Linked DNA regions of Oryzias latipes: region 1 is linked to region 2. Evidence: chromatin contacts called from public Hi-C data. All regions are on one chromosome and are shown on one strand. The core of a region is the stretch at or near the end of the contact, and the rest is flanking DNA. Distances in the headings are between cores, read along the strand shown.

Evidence for each region. A called contact is a pair of places that touch in the nucleus more often than the background predicts.
Region 1: a contact with region 2 is called in a Hi-C map of embryo, with 2.5 times the contacts expected there. The contact joins the promoter of sema3e here to the enhancer-like site in region 2. A contact is called at or near these places in 4 of 5 Hi-C or Micro-C datasets (embryo, fibroblasts and gastrula embryo).

What each region holds. Positions count from the first base shown.
Region 1 is chr6:19,678,351-19,684,400 of ASM223467v1, reverse strand. It overlaps sema3e (semaphorin-3E), which reads right to left and starts at 3,375. Exons shown (of 17, transcript XM_011476202.2): 1 at 2,452-3,375. The coding sequence starts at 2,569.
Region 2 is chr6:19,598,347-19,603,944 of ASM223467v1, reverse strand. It overlaps sema3d (semaphorin-3D), which reads right to left. Exons shown (of 20, transcript XM_011476194.3): 11 at 4,659-4,773; 12 at 4,306-4,375; 13 at 4,079-4,223; 14 at 3,321-3,543; 15 at 3,066-3,148; 16 at 2,782-2,823; 17 at 1,707-1,864; 18 at 550-614; 19 at 310-449. Among protein-coding and RNA genes, the nearest start is that of sema3d, 19 kb to the right of the region's middle. Within about 2 kb of position 3,309, at least 1 of the 8 cell types and tissues checked has an H3K27ac peak or open chromatin away from gene starts, as enhancers often do. A contact at or near this core is called in embryo, where this site is marked.

The DNA.
Region 1 (6,050 bases), core at 2,126-4,625, 80 kb before region 2:
GGCAGTCATTTTTGTCGCTGTAACATCGCTAGAAATGTGTTTTCATGATCATGAATGACAAACATGAGTCAGCAGGAACTAAATGCACAAGACATTCCCCTTCAGGAGTATGAAGTACCTGTGTGATAATAATAATGTATCAAGTTGTATATTGATATTAAGTCGACAAGGACGCCTTTCCAATGTCTTTGGGTCATCACAAGCATTCAACAAAATCGAGCCTGACCACCAGCTTTTCAGTCTGCTGACATTCAAATGCTCTTTTGCAGCTTTATTCGAAGAAAAAGTGTCTACTTTTACAAAATAAAAGCATATTCTATTCTGCATATAGTCATTTAGGCGATGTGAATTCCAATCAAATGCAGCCTTGATCAGAAATGGTACAAATGGCAATGTGTCTTTTTTATTTATGTCATATCCCTGCAAGATCTTTTAGACTTATATGATCACAGGATTAAGGGTGTTCAGTTGGCTGAAAGTCCAAGCAGTTGGGGTGCATTAACATCTTTTGACATGTGTTTTAAGCCTTTTGGATGTTGTGCAGCCAAAGATTAGGGTCAATTATTTCTGAAGACGGCGGCACGTCAGTGTTTGTAATTCAATACTCCATGTGATATGAACAAGGTCCCCAAGTTAACTGAAGAAATAAGCAAATGAAATGGGATCACAGAGAGTAAAAGTTATTGACATAATCACCACTTCCCCCCCCCCCAAAATGTCAAGACAGAACATGAGGGGAAAAAATGAACAAGGAATAACAAGCTATAAAGTTCAAATCATGCGTGAGGTATGGACGGCATCAAAGAACCATGCAGTAATTTCTGGACAAGACAAGTATTAATATGCCTGAAGAAAGCTGAGCTTGATTTTATTGAGCTTTCTATTGATCTGTCTTAAATGATCTGGCTTAAAATATTTCAGCAAAACTATTAATAACCTATTTTCTCTCAAGGATCTAAAGGTATTCTTTTCACATTGCTTTCATACTAGATGTTATTGTAATGCTCCCCGAGTCTTATAGCTGCAGCCAAATCTGTCTTCACTCTTCCTGAATTGCATTAAAGCCCCGGGCAAACTCAGAACTGAAACTATTCCCCCTGTCTCTCACTCTGTGTGTGCGCACAGTTTTGTGAGAGCTGAAGGGTGTGTGCAAAAGTCAATGGTTGAGCCCATGAGGCATGAATTAGGACTTAGATGTTTATCATTCCATAATGATAGGATCCAAGTGCAGCCTTTCCACAGCACCCTGTGCTAGCCAGAACACGTATCAGAGGAGCAAGGCGAGGAGACAGAGACAGCGGTGGGTTGTCAATCACCTTGGCACCTCCACCCTCAGGCAGTTAATGAAGTAGGTGATATATGAGAGCCACAACCACACCTGATACCTATGTGCCATTGATGACAAAGAAGATCAGCAATGTTCCTTTCTTTTCTCTGTTGATAAATATTTTTGAATTATTGCAGCTAAAACTTTGCATCCTTTTATTTTTTCAAAAAGTGTAATGGTATTTATGGTTTATTTCCCATGTTATGTATCTTTTTTGCATTTTGTTTTTAATCCAAAACAAACTCAGTGCAATTGTTTTGCATACCTCACAGAACAATTACTAATAAATTTAAAATAAAGAAAAAAAGAAAAAAACAACAACACAAAACTCCTAATATATGGATCATTTGTCTGATTTACTAACTAGTTGAATTCCTCACCTATTTCCAACCATGACTAACAGGCTTATGTTAAATCACCACATTCTGTTTTTGTTGAGATCAAAGAAACTGTGTGAAAAAGACAGTGTTTACTCAAGAGTATTATCTGAAGAGATAAAACCCTCATTATTGTCAGAAAGATACACAGCAATCAGTCCACATACCAGTGCATGCACATCCCGTATCGCTCACTCCCCCACACACACGTAAACAGGCACATGCACACACCTCTCTCTTTCTGACACATTCCTATGCCAAAAGAAAATGAAAAAAAAGCGTTACACTTCCAACTTGCTGCCACCATGGCATGAGAGAAAGACACATTGTGGATTCTCAGCCACCATGACTGAGCGACCAAAACAAACTGCAGCGAAGCTCATGATGCAGAAACTGAGGGTGAGCAAATAGAAAAAAATAAAAAGCACTTTAGAGATCAGGATTCTGCATGGTTAGCTTACTTCTACTAACTAAAGCATACATTTCTAAACACCAAAATAAAAAATATATAAACTGCCAAGTTCTTATAATATTTAAAAAAAAAAAGAGACCTGGAAAGAATGATGTTCTGTTGCACCTGTTTCACTCTCAACCTCTAATCTCAGTCAAAAAAGTCAAATTTAATTTTAAGCCAAATAAAAGTCAATGCATTTTTCTGAAAATCAGTGCAACACGACTTAAACTTGTTCCACATATGCACTCATTATTGAAGTAAACTACAAAAAGTGCACTTTAGGGATTCCTTACCTTTGTGGGAGAGTCTTATTCTTGGGTAGATGCTGTGTGCTGTGTGCGTCATGCCAAGCAAAATAGGAAACAGCAGCATCAGGGGCAAAGTCTGAGTCCTTATGTATCCTGCCATCATTTCTAAATTCTATACTGATCTGGTAAAAGAAAAAGAAAAAAAAAAAGCAAGTCCACTCAGTATTAGCAGCACAGGGTTTTGCGCAGCACGACCCTTCAAATAATGTTTACGAGTAGATGGGCTTGAATTTCCTGCATGAGTTTACACTAAAGTAACAATCCATTTCATGAGGATCCCTTCAGTATGGATCAGCTAAATGTATCCCTGCAGTCTCTTTTCAGTCACTGCTCTCCTCCTATAGCAGTCTGCTGAAAGCTGCATCCACCCACTACCTTGGTGGAAAGGATATGCTTTGGCTATTATCCTTGTTTGGTCTTAGCAACCAGGGAGAAGAGAAGTCCAGTTGCTGCATTCACGCCGCAGTGCTCACTGCTTTCTGTCCATATGTCAGTCCGTCTGTTTGTTTGTTTGACTGTCAAAACATAAAGCTTGGAATCTCCGTATCTCATCTGAAGAAAAAAAACATATTTAAAAAAAATGTGCCTTGAATTCCAAAAAGGTGTTGAAGCTGCTAATTTGCAAAGGCTGTCCCAGCAGGCTGGCAAAAAAAGAGCTGGAGCTGCTGTACACTGTCCTCAGTCTGTGTTCCTGGGTCCTCTGGAGCCAGTCATTCTCTGGACAAGAGCCCAGGAAGAGGGGAGGAGTAGGAAGATCTTGTGTCTAGCGTGTGGTCTCTCTTCACTGGAGAAGAAAGTGAAGCTTTCGCTCCTAACTCTGCTCATGCTCAAGCAATCAGGGAGGATCCACACCTCAGTTCCAACCTGTGTCAGTAAGTGAAAATGGTTTCTCCCACAGCTACTGATCTGAGGCCATCCACCAAAACTAGGGGGGTTAAGTGTGGCAAAGTCTGTGGTTCTTGCAGGAATTGTGGAGGGTGTGTTTCTCTGAAATAGGGCTGAAAATTGTCTGCCCTCTCTTTGTAGACTGCCTTCAGATCTCTCTCTTTTTTTGGGCAGCTGCGTTTCTTAGTCAGATTCTATAAGACATTCCCCTCCCATAATAAAATAAAATAAACCTTCCGTGCCCCTCTTTGGACCACCCCCTGCTTCTCTTCCACTATTCTCAACTGGCGCTGCACTTACATGAACTTCAACCAAGGTTAACTGGCTCTCCTTTGACTTTCAATGATTCGTCTTTGTACTCGTTTCCATGTGGACAGTGATTATCACTGTTACCATGGATTTTCCTCCACAAGGTTCACTTTTTGTATTTTTTTTTTCTTGGTTTTCCTGTTTCATTTCTACTGCTGTTTACCTTTCTGACCGTCTCTCACACTCCTCAGTTTTCTTAAACCTAGTTGTCAGCTTTTTCCTGTGGGTATATGACACACTTTTCTTCCACTCCCTAAATCAAACATTTTCTCTTGTCAGTTTACAGCTATTCTATCAAAATACAGTTTCTGCATGTACATTCAAATCTTCTTGTAGACCTGAAATATGGAAATAATGATTTGTGATAATTTATGTTTGACGATTGCTTCGGAGGCATAAAAAATGTGCAAGATATAACTCGTTTTACAAGAGAAGTTGCAAATGGCTTATCCCCAAATGAGAACCCCGTAAAAGCTCTGTCTCTTGTGCAGCCCACAGTATGATACAATTTTTTTTCTCTGTCTGTCTCATGACTGCAAGTGTGTTCACTTGTTTAAAAATTCCACCTTTTTATTTAAGTGTTTTAATTACAAAGATTTATGTGGCATATCTCCACAATACTGTCAGAATTACAGCAAACAAATAATGTTGACAGAGTTACATCCAAAGTTGTGTGGAAATCAGTTCCCATTGCCAAATAACCAGCATTTAAAGTGCAGTAATGTGGAATTGCAAATGATTGGACTGCAGCAGCTGCTTAAGCACCCTACGCCCCTGCACCACCCTGGGATCCAGTGTCTGACTGCAACTCCCACGTTGCACCTGTTTCCAACCACAACAGAAGGACATTGTGTGCGGAGGTCTTGTAACTTATTATTCCTCTTATTGCATTGCGTGGTGCAATTGTAGACTCGTCTGTTGTTAAGAGTGAGGCAACTGTTCAGCGCCAGCCATCCTGGAGCTGTTACTATCAAAGTGATGTGTATTTTTATCAGACTTACCCAAGACACCAAAAACTGTTCTGCCTTTGTTCCCATATAAAACAGGTCTCTCAGCTGCTTTTAAACAAGACCCAATCTATGAATGATAGCATTTGAAGTGGACAAATGGACATTTCCTTCTGCTATTTTTTCCCCGGATTTGATATCATCAATCGGCCAGACATATGCCTCAGAATACAAATAATAAGACTGCCACGTCTCTGTTCATATTCTCCTGGCTTGCACTGAGGAGCCTCCCATGCAGCACTCCCACACATAATAACTGCAGCAGCCAAACACCCACGTTTTTAATACCTTCATTGAAATTCTTTTCTTTTTTTTATCTGTGTCCCTGGAATTCTGTCGGTACATCAAATCTTCATTCAGTGTGCGTTGCAGGCACACTGGCTCAGCAGCATACTTGCTCTGCATGCATCAAATTTCAGAAGTGTTAACTACACTGAGAATTCTACCTCTAGATCTTGTCAGATAGTCTTAATGTGCTTTTGTAGTTTTTCAATTTGAGTTTGATTGAGTGCTAATGCCCAGTGTTTGTTTGAACAAGCCATGTCCAAATGTCTAGCGGTGTTCCTTTCATGGTCACTGAACATGGGAAAATATTTTCATTCATGCTCATGTTGTGTCCACAGCCACCCCGTGGAACAGAAGCCTTTCTCACCTCCTGTTTGACCTGCAGAGACAGTCCCAAACCCTCACGGCCTGAACCATTCTCACTTTGTTTTTTGTGTCAATATAAAGACTGTCATCTACATGCAGTGCACTGCAGTATGCATGACAGCAGGAAAGGGAAGGGAAATGAGAAATTTAAAAACAGGACATTGGAAACCTATACATGCATTTATACATTTATGCATGTTAACCCATTTTAACTGACCTACAGCCGACCACCTGCTGTTTCACCACCCCGTCTTTCCAACCCCCCTACCACACGGAGGTCATGTACTTCTCTGGTCTCCAGCAGCAGCAAGAGCAGTGCTCTGAGGATCCAGTGTTTCAGAGCCATGATATACTCCAACCGTTTACACAGGTGGCGGTCATATGCCAGTTAAAGCTGTACACGCACACAGAGACACGCACACAGTTACACGCACTCTTCTCAGTTAGCACTGAAAGGCATTTGGCGGTATGTATTTCCTTGATTCCAAAAATAAGATGTAGATAAGAAAACCTCGAGACACATGGATCTTTATCCTGTTTCTTCAGATTCAGTTTCCTTGTGTGTGATACCACGCTGAGAGAGGGAGTGCCTGCTTATGAGCCACAGATGACTGAATGGAGAATGCAAAGTGATGGTCTCTTTAACTAGAAAGCCAGAAATGCCACTGATGACTTTGCTGAGTTTGCAACAAGAAGCATAATATTCACTATGTCCAAAAACATTTTGAATCA
Region 2 (5,598 bases), core at 2,060-4,559:
ATAAAAAAAAAGACATTTACATATTTTTTTCTATCGCTCATTTCTGTCCAGAAAATTAACATTTTACCTGGATTAACCTATATTTGTGTAAGGTCAACAGTGAAATATAACTAAGGAAGAGTAAATAAAAATATTTGAAAAATATTTTTTTTCTCTTTTCACATCTCTTTAGTTCAAACATGTAGCCTACAACCAACTTTTCAACATATCGCATTGTGTTTGTCCTTTTTGAAGCTACTTTGAAGAGATAAGGTTTTGCTATTGATGGTTCCAGTGTGAACATGTGTATTGATTTATGAGATAACTGACCTCCTCTCTGTGTTCCGATCCCGATCTCTGAATGTACCACCGGATCTGCGCCTGCTGGGATTTGGGGTTACATTCGAGAAAAGTGGAGTTGTTTTGAATTCCATAAAGAACCTTCTCTTCTATTTGTCCCCGACCAATAACTGAAACAAAAAAGACAAAAAGAAAAACAGTCTACATTTTACCAACTAAACATGATAAGACATTACATAGGCAGACTGAGTGAATAAAGCATATACATACTGTCCTCTGTGTCCCAACACTGCATAGCAGGATCTCCATGCTTGATGTCCTGTCTTCTGGCTCTTCTGGAATGCAAACATAGACACAAGATTAAAGATAGTCTTATTCAGCTCATTTCACACAGCGTATGAAAGCAGAGGTTCATCTAAATACTGTTAAACTACTTTTTACCTTTTTTTTTAAACCTCAACAAGCATGCTTTGCAGTGGGGAACAACATTGAAACTCTCGGAATGCTACTAAGAAGAATTCAAACCTTTTTAAGAAAGAGAAATATCCATGAAACATGGTTAACATTGATTTTTTTTTTCCTTTTAGGCTTCTAAAGTTTTTTCTGACCTAAGTTTATGCAACAAAGTCAAAAGTCACCAAATCATATTAACTTTGGAACACTCCCTGGTATTTAAAGCTATTTGTACTGTTTAATTGGGAGTTGCATAACTTCAGTAGGTAACTTTTCACCTCACATATTTCTGATTTTTGCCAAAAAATACATATAAAATCATTTCCCAGCAGCACAGTACAACCCTAAAACTCTAATTTATCTATTAAAGTGCCACATTGCTACTCCACAACATATTTGGTGTTGCGCACTTGGGCTCCTTTAGTTTGTATTGATTTCTTCCTCCGCTTCCTTTAAGCCCTGTTTGATGGGACATCTGCAGCCCACACTGACTTGAGATCTGTTTTCAAAGACCACTGGGGACCAAAAGCAAAGTCTCTACTGATGCCAAAACAATAACAGCATCCCTGCTGGCTAATAACCTGGCAGTGTGACCCCTAACAGCAGTGTATAGATTATGTAGAGATGAGATATGTGCGGGCAGGCACCCTCAAACACAAAACAACCGCTTTAGCTCTAACTTAGCTAAACTCTGGAGACAAGAAAACATGCAGACGCATCGGGGGGACCACATCTGCAAATAAAAAAAATCTAATCATCAAATGTAATCAGTTTGCTTTTAAAATGACTTTTTATTTCTTTGCTGAACAAATCAGGCATTACACATTTCACATCTCTGGGGTAATCGCAAATGGTGAGTGACTCAAGTGGTAAAGTACCTTGCCCCCCTCTTATTGTCAACAAGTGGAAGTGGACATACCCAAACAAGAGAGAGATTTTAAAGCACATCTGGCATTGGCTGCCATTTGTCCCACCTCTTGGATGCAGGGATGTATCTTGAGCATGAGTGTCCATCCCAGGCGCAGTAAGGGTCTCGTGCCAGGCAGCATTCAGCGCAGGCCTGACCGTACAGGTGACATCTGCTCAAAGACACCTGTGTAAGGCCCTCTCTGGAGCCCACGTAGAGATGTTGCTGTATTAAAAGAAGGAAGAGGTAAAAAACAAACACATTTAAAATATGCACAGAGCTAAAGCCGATGAAAAAAAAAAGGCTTTAAAAGCACTTTGGTTAGTTTTAAATGCAGTAGAAATGTTCCATAAATAACACGCAGTGGGTGAAATCCGGGAAGTAGGATTACAGATGTTTAGGCTTTTAAAACCCCTCACTTTATACACCTTTCTAAGACATACATAAACATGTTTGCACTTTTTTTCTTTCTTTAAGTCCAGTATTAAATAATGAAAACAAAGATCTGCTTGCGATTGAAGATTTCTATAACTCTGGTGAACTGCATGTGCCACGTCTCTGTACAGGAGCAACAGTGCAGAAGAGACTGATGGACGAGATCAACAGCCAATCTGGACGCAGAACACAGTGCACTGAAAAAGAAATTAAAGCATCCAAAATCTGCGAAACCGCAAAAAGGGGAACCGTGATATAACAAGGGAATGCCGTACTCAAATGTGATAAAATGACCGCTGGAGATGAAGGATACAGTTATTTCATGTCAGTCTGCTCATAACTGTAAGACTGTCAGCATTCAAATCATGTGTTCAAACCATTTTTTACAAATCCAATTCAGTCTCATTTGCTAGGAAATACTAGCAACACTGACGTTTTTACAGGTCAAACCTGGCTGGAGATTAATGGAGGCTTTAATTGGGGTTGAAGTGTCTGCTGACATTTGTGACCCTCAGTTAATGAGAGGTAAGGGTGAGAAACACCACAAGGAAACGTGGAGAGTGTCAAAGAGGGAGCTCATTTGAATACTTGTAGGTAAAAAGATTAAAAAGGAAACAGTTTCTTTTTTAACAAATAAGGTATTTGTACTAAATGTACATGGCATGAATGACCACAAAGGTTGTATATTGTCAAATGGAGAACAAGACCTTTTTGGATGAAATTTCCAGACTGAGGATGGGAGATGGAACCTGCAGAAGAGCAAAACAAACTTTAGCACCACAATAAACAGTTATTACTATGGCGTGGCTTGAAGAATAACATTAGAAGAATGTGTTAATTAGCGCCACATAAAATCCATAAGCATCACAGAGTTTACATAATAAAGGTGTGATGAGTATTTCACAGCTTTCTTAAGAACAGCCACTTTTAAGACAAGTGTGCCAAATGGTTGTCTATGTGTGTGTGTTGGTGTTTATGTTGTTTACCCAACCTGGAACACCTGAAGCTCCTCAAGGATCACCTCCTCTGTGGTCTCTTGAGTGATGCTCACCACCTTCAGAACTGAGCCAACATCTGCAACACAGAGACAGAAAGGAAACATGTATATATTAAATCTATTTATGGTATCAAATAAAGATGCCCTTGAAAATGTTTTTCAAGACAAAACATTTCCCTTTGGATGATCTACGAAAAGTAATCTACTGCCCTCTGCTGGTTAAATATAAGAAACCAGAAAGTGTCTTACCTGTTCCCAGGAACATAACATCATAATGCCCATCATCGGCCAAGACTTTGTCCACCACAATGTGAGTCAGGGTGTAGTCCACTCGAACATGTGTAAACACAGGCCGGCCAGTCAGCGGGTGCACAGAGCGATGCATTAGAGGGTGGAATCGAATGAAACTGACAACCTCATCTGGAAACTCTTTAGTGGTCTTGATCCTTGGGTCATATGTTTTACTAGGGCACTGGAGAGCAAAATATAAAAAGAATCTTATCATCATTAGATTTTTTTCTGTTGTTTTTTTTAAAATGGCCAACTATTTGATTTCGGTTTGAACAATTTATTGGTGAGTGGCTCCTCCTGGTGGTCAAAAGTAAAAGTGCAGGAGACTACGTTTTTTGTGAAACATCTGTGTTGAATGTGGAGCTCAAACAGAGCAGTTAGCCGTGCACCTGAAGTTTACAAAGTACCAAATATCTCATTCAGGTTTCCAAGGAGAAATAAAACAAACTTTCTGTTAAAGTTACACTGTCTGCAAATTACAAGAAAGAGTTAAATAGGATTTTGAAAACCTATGGGAATGGATCTGCAGATGAAAACAAATCCTGTAACTTTCTAATTATTTTATTCTAAAACTAGGATTTAACGTTGTTTTTAGGACTTTATCAATAAAAAATATATATCGTTTTTTTATAGGAGTTTGAAAGCAAAACCATGAAGATGGCAGGCAGTCCGTCATTGTTTTGTTTTTGTTTGTGGGTTATTGTGAGCGCATGTACCGTTCCAGGCCGAGGATAGGGGATTCTCCCCTCATATTCCACCCATCTGTGGTCGGGCCCCTCCTTGTGTGCGTAAGGTCCGTTAAAAGCAGCTCTTATGTCTGCCATGCTGTAAATGCACACTGCTGAGCCACGGAAAATGGAACTGGAAATAAAGTGAAGATGTTTAAAGTGGGAATTTAGTTTATAGAAAAACATTCCCACAAGCAGTAGAAAAAGTAGCTCACCTGGATGTTGTGAAGACTGCATAAACTCTTGGGTTTTTGTCATCTCTGGTAGGCAGCAAAAATATGTCCTCTTTAAAATAAAGATCAGGAGTGTTTTAAAATGTTTGTAGCACAAACCTATTATGTATACTATAGCACAAATTGGATTTTGTTGACTCATTTTGCTTATCTTTTTCAGTTTTTTTAACTGATGTGGATTCTTGTGGCTTTAAGCAAACATAGTTCATAGTATCATAAATATGTGACTGTGAAATGGTATGCCAATAATAGTTCTTTAAATCCTAATCAAGTCCTCCTTCAAAATAAAATAATGTATCTTTTGGCACATCGTTTTATTAATTTCAGTAACTTACGGAGCTCATCAAAGTGTGTGTCCACACCATCCGGTCCAGGAATGGAACACACAAGCCTGGCTTTAAGAAAAGTTGTCCATTTATTGGTCAGACTCCTCAGCCCACCCATATCATTCTGGAACACAAACACACACTTTGTAACAAAATCCTTCAGAAATATGGAGCCGCCCCAACATTGAGAGGACACAGAAAATATATGCCTCTGAACATAACTGCTGTACAACAGTAATCTGTACAATGACCGTCTAGTATGGGACAAAAACACAGTGGTTTGCAGCCGGACTCAGGTTTCCTTTTAATTAGGGAAATAAACAGATAACTTGAATGCCTCGAGTTTATCCATGACAATGGAGAGCCTCTTGTTAAACTTTCAATCAAAAGTAATTGAAATGAGAAACTGAATAATAGAGAAAAAAACAACAGATGGCAATAAAAAAAAAGAAGAGTTCAAAAATTAAGGATTTCTGCATAACAAATCAAGCTTCAGCTTAGCATTTGAATTGCAATTTTAAGTTGCAACCTTTGATTGAGCTATGTGAAGAGCTTTCAAGGGCAGCTCCTTATAATGCATGGAAGGCTTAAGAGGAACCCCTTGTTAAACGTAGCCGATGTGCAACGTGAGTGATGAAGAAAAGACCGTTATGGTTCAAAACACACAAAACATCCTCATGCTGAAGAGACGCCCCACCCTGCCACTGAACAAAAAAAAAGGAAAGGCACTTAAGGAGGTTTCACATGATGGCTATCTTCAAAGACCAATTTTAAAGACTCTTGATCCTTTAAAGTGGAAGTAAGAACAGCAAAATGAAGAGATAAATATGAAGTGGATGTGGGAGAAAAGAAAGAGAAATGTGGTTGGAGAAAGGAGGTCAAGGGAGGAATCTCCTTCAAATCTGCTTTCCAAGTGTGTTCCCTCGTCATGAACTTAATGAAGGCCCTG